Linked DNA regions of Drosophila melanogaster: region 2 is linked to region 1. Evidence: chromatin contacts called from public HiChIP or PLAC-seq data. All regions are on one chromosome and are shown on one strand. Each heading gives the region's core, a stretch centred on a gene start, on an enhancer-like site or on the middle of the called end of the contact. The rest is flanking DNA. Distances are from core to core; before and after follow the strand shown.

Region 1 (3,573 bases), core at 408-2,907:
CCTGTACCTCCACGAAGCTGTGTATCACTCCGTTGATAATTTGCACGCGATGGTGATCCAAGGTGCCATTGCTAGCTCTGTCTGCGGCAATGCCCTCGAGTATGTGACGGACCAGTTCGCTGGACAAGTACTCAATCATATACAGGCGCCAAATGTCTAGACCTAGCTCGCCAATCTCCATCTGCTCCGCAGCATCGCTTGACAGATTACCGTAGAACGATTCCGTATCGGTAATCTTTTGTTTCTTGATGTGTTGTTGATTCAGGTAGCTAAAGGAAATTAATTCCAACGATCATTGAGTTATTACAGACTTCGATGCATTCTTACATGTACAATTGGTGCAGATACTTGATACCCTGGCTATATTCCATCCAGGTGATGTAGTAACGCTGGAGAAGGTCTGGGCCACCATTGGAATGGGAGCATTCTCCCTCGATCAGCACCTTTTTGGCCAGCATCTCCTGGACGTGCTGCTCAAGAAAGTGTTTTGTTTCGCCATAAAGACGATCAGCCATCGGTTCCGGCTGCGCCACGCACAGTGTGTAAACGTCGCTATATGTTAAAGGAATGTGATTGGAAAGACAGATGTATTAGTGCTCGTTATTTTAGAAATTTTATTTTGGCAACTCACGCTTCACACATATATACGAACAGTTGCGGTCAGAATAAAAGCAGCCTGCGTTACACTGTTTTGATTATTAATTTTAAAAAGATACGTCATCGATCTATTTAATATTTACTTGAACTTAGTTTAACCTTTAAGCGGTCAAAATATTTAAATTCAAGCTAGAAAACAGGCATTTATTATTAAAACTATGATTGCATTTATCAAGATTCTACGACATTTACCAAATCATTTTCGCCTCGCTAGCAGCTATATTTGTGAATTTTGCTGTTGAATAAAATATATAGTTGAACCGCTAGGTACTAGTACATTCATAGTTTACCAACTCAAATGCAAAATAATGTGATTGAAACCATTACTTATGTTGGATTAATTTAAAAGTTAGTTAGTGTTATTTGTGTTTCTTCTGAGTTGGGTAACTTTGTAGTCTCTAGTGACCTATCACAATATCTCTCTCCAGGCTGTTTAATACTCCGACCGTTGCCAAGACGTACCTGAAGCTAGTATTCCACACCGAGCGCTCCACTTTGGTGAGCGTTATCACCGACTCGGCGATGCAGCGCAGGCGCGGCCAAACATCGACAAACTCCACTATTTTGGGCTTGAGCGACATGTCAAATGGGTCTTAGTCCTAATCCGTGGTCCGTCTGGATATGGATTTGGAAGGGTTTTCTGATGGGACAGGGTGCACGCTAATTAGAACGCCGACTGATTCTGCCTTCGCAAATATAACAATGGGCGACCGAGCGACCCTCATGCGTTGGCAGAGACCACTTCTGCTTTGCTTTTTGGCATAATCGCTTACTTTTTGCGTGGGGGCCACCAGGCAAATGGCCTTGTCCTCGAGCAATTGCACAGCAGGCCAATTACCGCTTGATGGATCGTGGAGGGGCGCGCTTGCGACCTACTCACCTGCTGCTTAGCTACGCTATTTACTAAATAATTACGCCGAGAATTTAGTTATTTTTGCACTTTTTTTTTGGTATCGTGAAATGGTTTGTCAGACGAAGACGATATCGATATAATCTATCGATATTTGAACTCGACAAAAAATTCGATGTAAAAAGAATGTCGTGTCTCCACTACCGAAACGTTTGCTTTTGTTTTGATCTTAATTTATTGTCAACGCCGATCCACTGAACAAATTTTTTACCTTCCTGCCTAAAAACTGGCCAAAGCCATTTTCTTAAAAAACTGTAAGTGCACAAACCTAAATTGATTTCATATGTGAACTGTAATAATGTTAGGATTTTTTATGATTTTCGTTTTTTTCGATTGCTTATACGTATTGCTATTGCTCTCGAGTGCCAACCTTTTTGTTCAAAAGAATATACATTTTCAAAAGATTTCAAAAGTGAGTTAAGGGTTATGCCTTAAAGGTAAGTGTATGATCTAGAAGAATGATCCATTTTGTACAGACCGAGTTTTAAAGGTCTAAACTGTTAAGTGCCTAGATGTGGCTTTCGAAAAGGCAAACAGAGATACATACAAAAAAATACAAATACAAAGAGATAGATACAAAATAAATACATGTTTAATTACTAAGAAAATATATAAAGGCTAAGATAAACAAACGAAAAAACCATTAAGCTTAAAGAAACAAAAATTTACAAAATGTATAGCTCAAAAAATCAGAAAGTCTCATATTTGTCAATGGCTAAGATCGTTGAGCGCCAAATTTTTTTAGTTGTCTGTTGGTTGTCAGTCGATTGGAACTTTTTTATCCACCAAACCGGAAATTTACTCCAAAGAATAAATTGGAGCCACATCCACCGTAGCCGCCGGTGATCAATACTTGCAACCTTCCATATGCGCCAAAAATTGGCACATCGCCTACCACTATTTCCAGCCTTTGTAGCTTCCAAAGGCCATCCACACATTTCACTTTGACCTATCCAATGTAGCAGTCGTCGATCCAAGTGTGATACCATATACTGATGGAGAAATGGATTGAGATGTAAATGATGTAAAAAATAATTAATATATATACCGAGAATTATTTAAAGAATTCGGACTCCGATTTACCAAAAGGTGTGATGTTCTAAGCATTTCAAAACATTTAAATTTTTTGTCTTTGTGTTCGCTTTAACATTGCTTACATTTTCAGTGTTGTGAGACGTCGGTGGTTATCGACTTTAGTGTTTAGAGCTGTGGCATGGGGGGTACTCCAGCCTGAGGAAAGCCTGAGCCATCAGCACGGCAGACGTTTTGTATTTATTTCTTAATCGTTATTTGGAGGTGAATTCCAAAAAATTAAATAAACTTCAAATTGCACGGTATCTTAAAAATGTTGTAATTTCATTATTTGTGTAAAAAGTTTGATTACAATTTAATCCACAGTTTTCGTGGAGATATAATTTTTCTGTGACTACACGCTTTTTACATGCATTGTTTTCGAAACTGGGATAGACAACAGCCAACATATGTAGATACATGTAAATTAAAATTTAAAATTTATTTATCTTATCTTATCCTTAATTTGAAAATGTTCACAATCTCGTCCGGACTTAGACTGATTTTCTAAATCTAAATCCTAATCCACTCAACCTAGAAATTTTTTAGAATTTTCTGGAACTTCAAATATGTTTAGGATAAAAGCTTTATACTGAAATTATTTCACAGCATTGTGAAATTGAAATTTTCTGACTGGTGTTTACTTTAAGTTTGGTTATTTATCTGCTGCTGAGATTGGAGTTTTGAATTTGTATATCAACATGTACGTGGACAACTTGTATATGTCGCAGATCATTTAAATGTAACGACATTTCTAGTAATTGCCTTTTCTATTCTTTTGATGCGCGGCAGAGAACCGTTAGAGTTTCTGGTCGCGGGTAGGAGCGGGTGCAAGTAGATTTCTGCAGGAATAACGGAAGCGTACAGAAAAATGCGGTGTGCACTAGTGCGGACTGGAGTGGGTCTCCAAAATGTGTTGGCAATGCGTGTAGAGT
Region 2 (3,573 bases), core at 497-2,996, 470 kb before region 1:
AAACAAAATCGGAAGGTACTAGTCAGTAAGCATTAATTATTATTTTTTAAATAAGGCAAATATGTATATTTTAAAATATGAAATACATGTATGTATGTCCGTATAAATAAAACCGTGAAATCAAATGTCGATTAAGTCATTTGACATAGCCAAGCCAGGAAATTTGCGGCTGATCCAAAAATATCTACCTGAGTGTAGCATAGGTGGGATAAATTTGGGCAATACGACCAAGATCGTCATCGTTCTCCAATTGGGAATCCTTCCGTGTACGCCGAACTGGTAGGCTGGGCATCGCTTAGCTTCGAACCCAATTACGAATATAGCAAATTTATACGCGGTATTTGTAGCTTTCCCAGGATAACAACACAATCCGCATAGACGGAATCTGCGATCAGGGGTGATCAAACGTTAGAATTTGCACAACATTTGGGTTTGTTTACCTTTTTGAAGTTCGAGATCGTAATTGCTTGTCTTGTGAGACGTAGATAGTTTTCAACGTTGGGGGTACTCCGGCCTTGGTTGTTAACCGCAACCAAATACTTAGCATGCAATTGGCGCAGTCGAATGACGGAAATTCACATTCCCTAAGTGCTCGTTAAATAGAAGTTAAAATACTAGAATTGTATACATATACTGAATCACTTGGTGAAAGAAATATAAAATGTTTGTTATCACTGATAAATTTTAATATACATTTTTAAATTCAATCAAAGTCAATTCCATATTATCTGTACTTCATTAAAAAATATAATATTATTAAAACAATACGATCCCCACCGGCGTTGTATATTTTCACCGATTTTACGTGTTTCATTCATTCTTGAGTTTCCCCTGATACGTGTCTGCGTGCTGCTGGATGTTCTTTGAGTTTTGTAAAATTTTATTTAAGTCAATGATCACTTGAGCGGTAAGGTTTGAAAATATGTTCACTAGCCTAAGTGCATGATTCAAAGAAAAATATACATAACATTTTCTACGTTAAAAAGAAGCATCTCGACTGATTTGGTTGTTTCGCTCTATCAAGCTCACGTTTCGGTTTTCCATTATTATGTAATTTGAGTGATATATATCGATTTTTAAGAATTTAACACACATTATAGAAACATAAAAAATATAGAAACATAATAAAATTATAGTGCCATCACTCGCGTTTATATTAATAATAAAAGAAAGAATACTATAGTCGAGTTCCAAGGCTATCAAATAACCGTTACCAGCTAGTGTGAATACAAACGCGAAATTGCATCAATTTTATGGAATATCGATAGATAATGGGATATAAAATGATAAAAAATTTCAAAATTGTTCCAAAGTGTGGCATTAGGGCGTTAGAGTGCGCGTGGCAAAAATTTTATTGACAAATCGATAGAAATTAAAAAGACTAATTAAATTATAGTCAGATCGACTAGGATATTGGTCCTGATCAAGAATATATATACCTTAAATGGTCGGAATACGAAAATACGACTAACGGTTATAATAAATTCATCACCACATTACTAGAAGTAATTACTATTAAATAGAAAGCGCTTACACTGCTCATAATCTTGTTATTACATTTTATAATGTTTAACGAATGCTATCTATGCTTTAAATTGAAATACTTGTTATCCAGTAGGATTATACATAATGAATTATTTCAATATACCATTTAACAACAAAACAAATTGCGCAATTCCCATCACTAATCCCTATGCTTGGTTTGATATCTCCAAAACATGGAAATGCGATTCCAGTGTAAACATCCCATTTGTTCCTCGTAACAGTCAAAGGACGGCCAAAACCACGTGTAAATATATCTGTTTAATTATATCCCAAAATTAAGTCACCAAAACTAGCAAACGCACAAAAAATATTCAGTTTGACCCGCAAGAGATCGAAAATTTTTGCGTTATCTATTTACCAATAAAGTTGTTCCATATACTCAAAATCGTCGTGGTCTTGGTGTAAAAGGGGCTTCCAATAAAGTTTTTTTCTTCATCGTCGTAGACATGGTAACACTGCAAGTGAACATAAAAATCGAAAACTGATTTATTTACAATAAACAAAAGCGCTTATCGGCTCCAGGACGCGCATATGCTGACAACCATTTGGCTAAAGGTTTAACACAAATTCCTTCCAACGACGCGGACTACTGGTAGTACCCGCAGCCTAAATTGCCGCGATGCCGTGCTGGTATTACGACAAAAAGGAGCTGCGGGAGACGCCCTCGATCTTGGATGGAATAAGCTTCGAAACGGAGCGGCGGTACAGAAAAGAAGGTGCTCGATTTATTATGGAATGTGGCACCAAAATGGGCTTGGGCCACAACACGATGGCCACCGGCGTTGTATATTTTCACCGATTTTACATGTTTCATTCGTTCCGGAGTTTCCCCCGGTACGTGACTGCGTGCTGCTGCCTGTTCTTTGCTGGCAAGGTGGAGGAGACGCCAAAGAAGTGTCGCGACATTATTAAAACTGCGCGTGGCATCCTTACCGACAATTACTTCTACTCGTTTGGCGACGACCCTAAGGAGGAGGTGATGACGCTAGAGCGTATTCTGCTGCAGACCATCAAATTCGATTTGCAAGTAGAGCATCCTTACACCTTTCTCCTAAAGTACGCTAAGTGTTTCAAAGGCGACCAGCAGAAGCTGCAAAAGATGGTGCAAATGGCGTGGAACTTCGTCAACGACTCTCTCAGCACAGTAGTTTGTCTACAGTGGGAGCCGGAGATTATCGCCGTGGCTCTTATCCATTTGGCCAGCAAGCTAAGCAAATTCACTGTGCAAGACTGGGAGGGCCGCCAGCCACAGCAGCAGCGTTGGTGGGATATGTTTGTGTCTGATGTAACGATGGAAATACTCGAAGACATCTGCCACCAAGTTCTGGACCTGTACCAATCAACCCAAAAAGAAGCGCTCCAGCCAACCAGTCCGCCCCAAAAGCCACCAAGCAGAGCCGACAGTCCAAAATCCGGCAAGCTTACCAATTCTACGGGTATTGGACCACTTTCCGTTCCACAACAGCCGCCGCCCCCCGTATGTGGCAACGGTGGCGTGCTGGAAGTTAGCAACATTCAGAGCATTAAATCCCTAGCCAGTGGCGTGCCAATCATTGGTCCTAGCGACTCCCAGAACCTGTTACAGGGCCCAACACCACCAGGTCAGCCATCCGGGTACCACATTTATCATGCTCCTCCACCGCCGCCCCCGCCGGTAGTGCCTATGCCGCCGTACCCCTCTTCCGGATGGGGAGTCCAGCAGACAGTGGTCGGACACTATAGCGGGAGCGCTGCACCACCACCACCAATGCCGCCTAGCTTGCCTCCAGGAGCCAGTGGATACTACAACGCCGGTGGGCGTCCATCGCAGCAGCGCTACTAGTAGATGCAATGACTAATAAACAAGTAAAAAAAATTTGTATATTAAAACTAGCGAACCGTTCGGAATAGGATTTAGAGCGGGGATCTTCGTACGGTTCGGTTTTCTTTTTTGGTTACACTCTAGGCCCAATATTGTCCCGGGGTATTTATCAATGATTTTTATTCCCTTATTTTAAGTCCTTACCCTTTCACATGTACTTGTTAGCA

What was found. HiChIP or PLAC-seq counts read pairs in DNA pulled down with a chosen protein or histone mark.
Region 2: a POLR2A S2P HiChIP or PLAC-seq map of the Kc167 cell line shows a contact between it and region 1, with 5 times the contacts expected there. The contact joins the promoter of CycK here to the promoter of Cul2 in region 1. A contact is called at or near these places in 23 of 107 Hi-C or Micro-C datasets (the D17-c3 cell line, the Kc167 cell line, the OSC cell line and 10 more) and 1 of 6 datasets of contacts at active chromatin or transcription factors (the Kc167 cell line).

The regions. Positions count from the first base shown.
Region 1 is chr2L:21,656,819-21,660,391 of dm6, reverse strand. Cul2 (Cullin 2) reads right to left here and starts at 1,657. Exons shown (of 9, transcript NM_165390.2): 1 at 1,431-1,657; 2 at 1,120-1,297; 3 at 328-552; 4 at 1-269. The coding sequence starts at 1,238. It overlaps lncRNA:CR43144 (long non-coding RNA:CR43144), which reads right to left and starts at 2,767. Exons shown (of 2, transcript NR_124416.1): 1 at 2,725-2,767; 2 at 2,143-2,559.
Region 2 is chr2L:22,128,315-22,131,887 of dm6, reverse strand. CycK (Cyclin K) reads left to right here and starts at 1,746. Exons shown (of 1, transcript NM_001299202.1): 1 at 1,746-3,573. The coding sequence starts at 2,165. The coding sequence ends at 3,367. It overlaps lncRNA:CR43241 (long non-coding RNA:CR43241), which reads right to left and starts at 667. Exons shown (of 3, transcript NR_048038.1): 1 at 441-667; 2 at 189-385. It also overlaps the pseudogene CR43240 and a transcript of CG42748 not described here.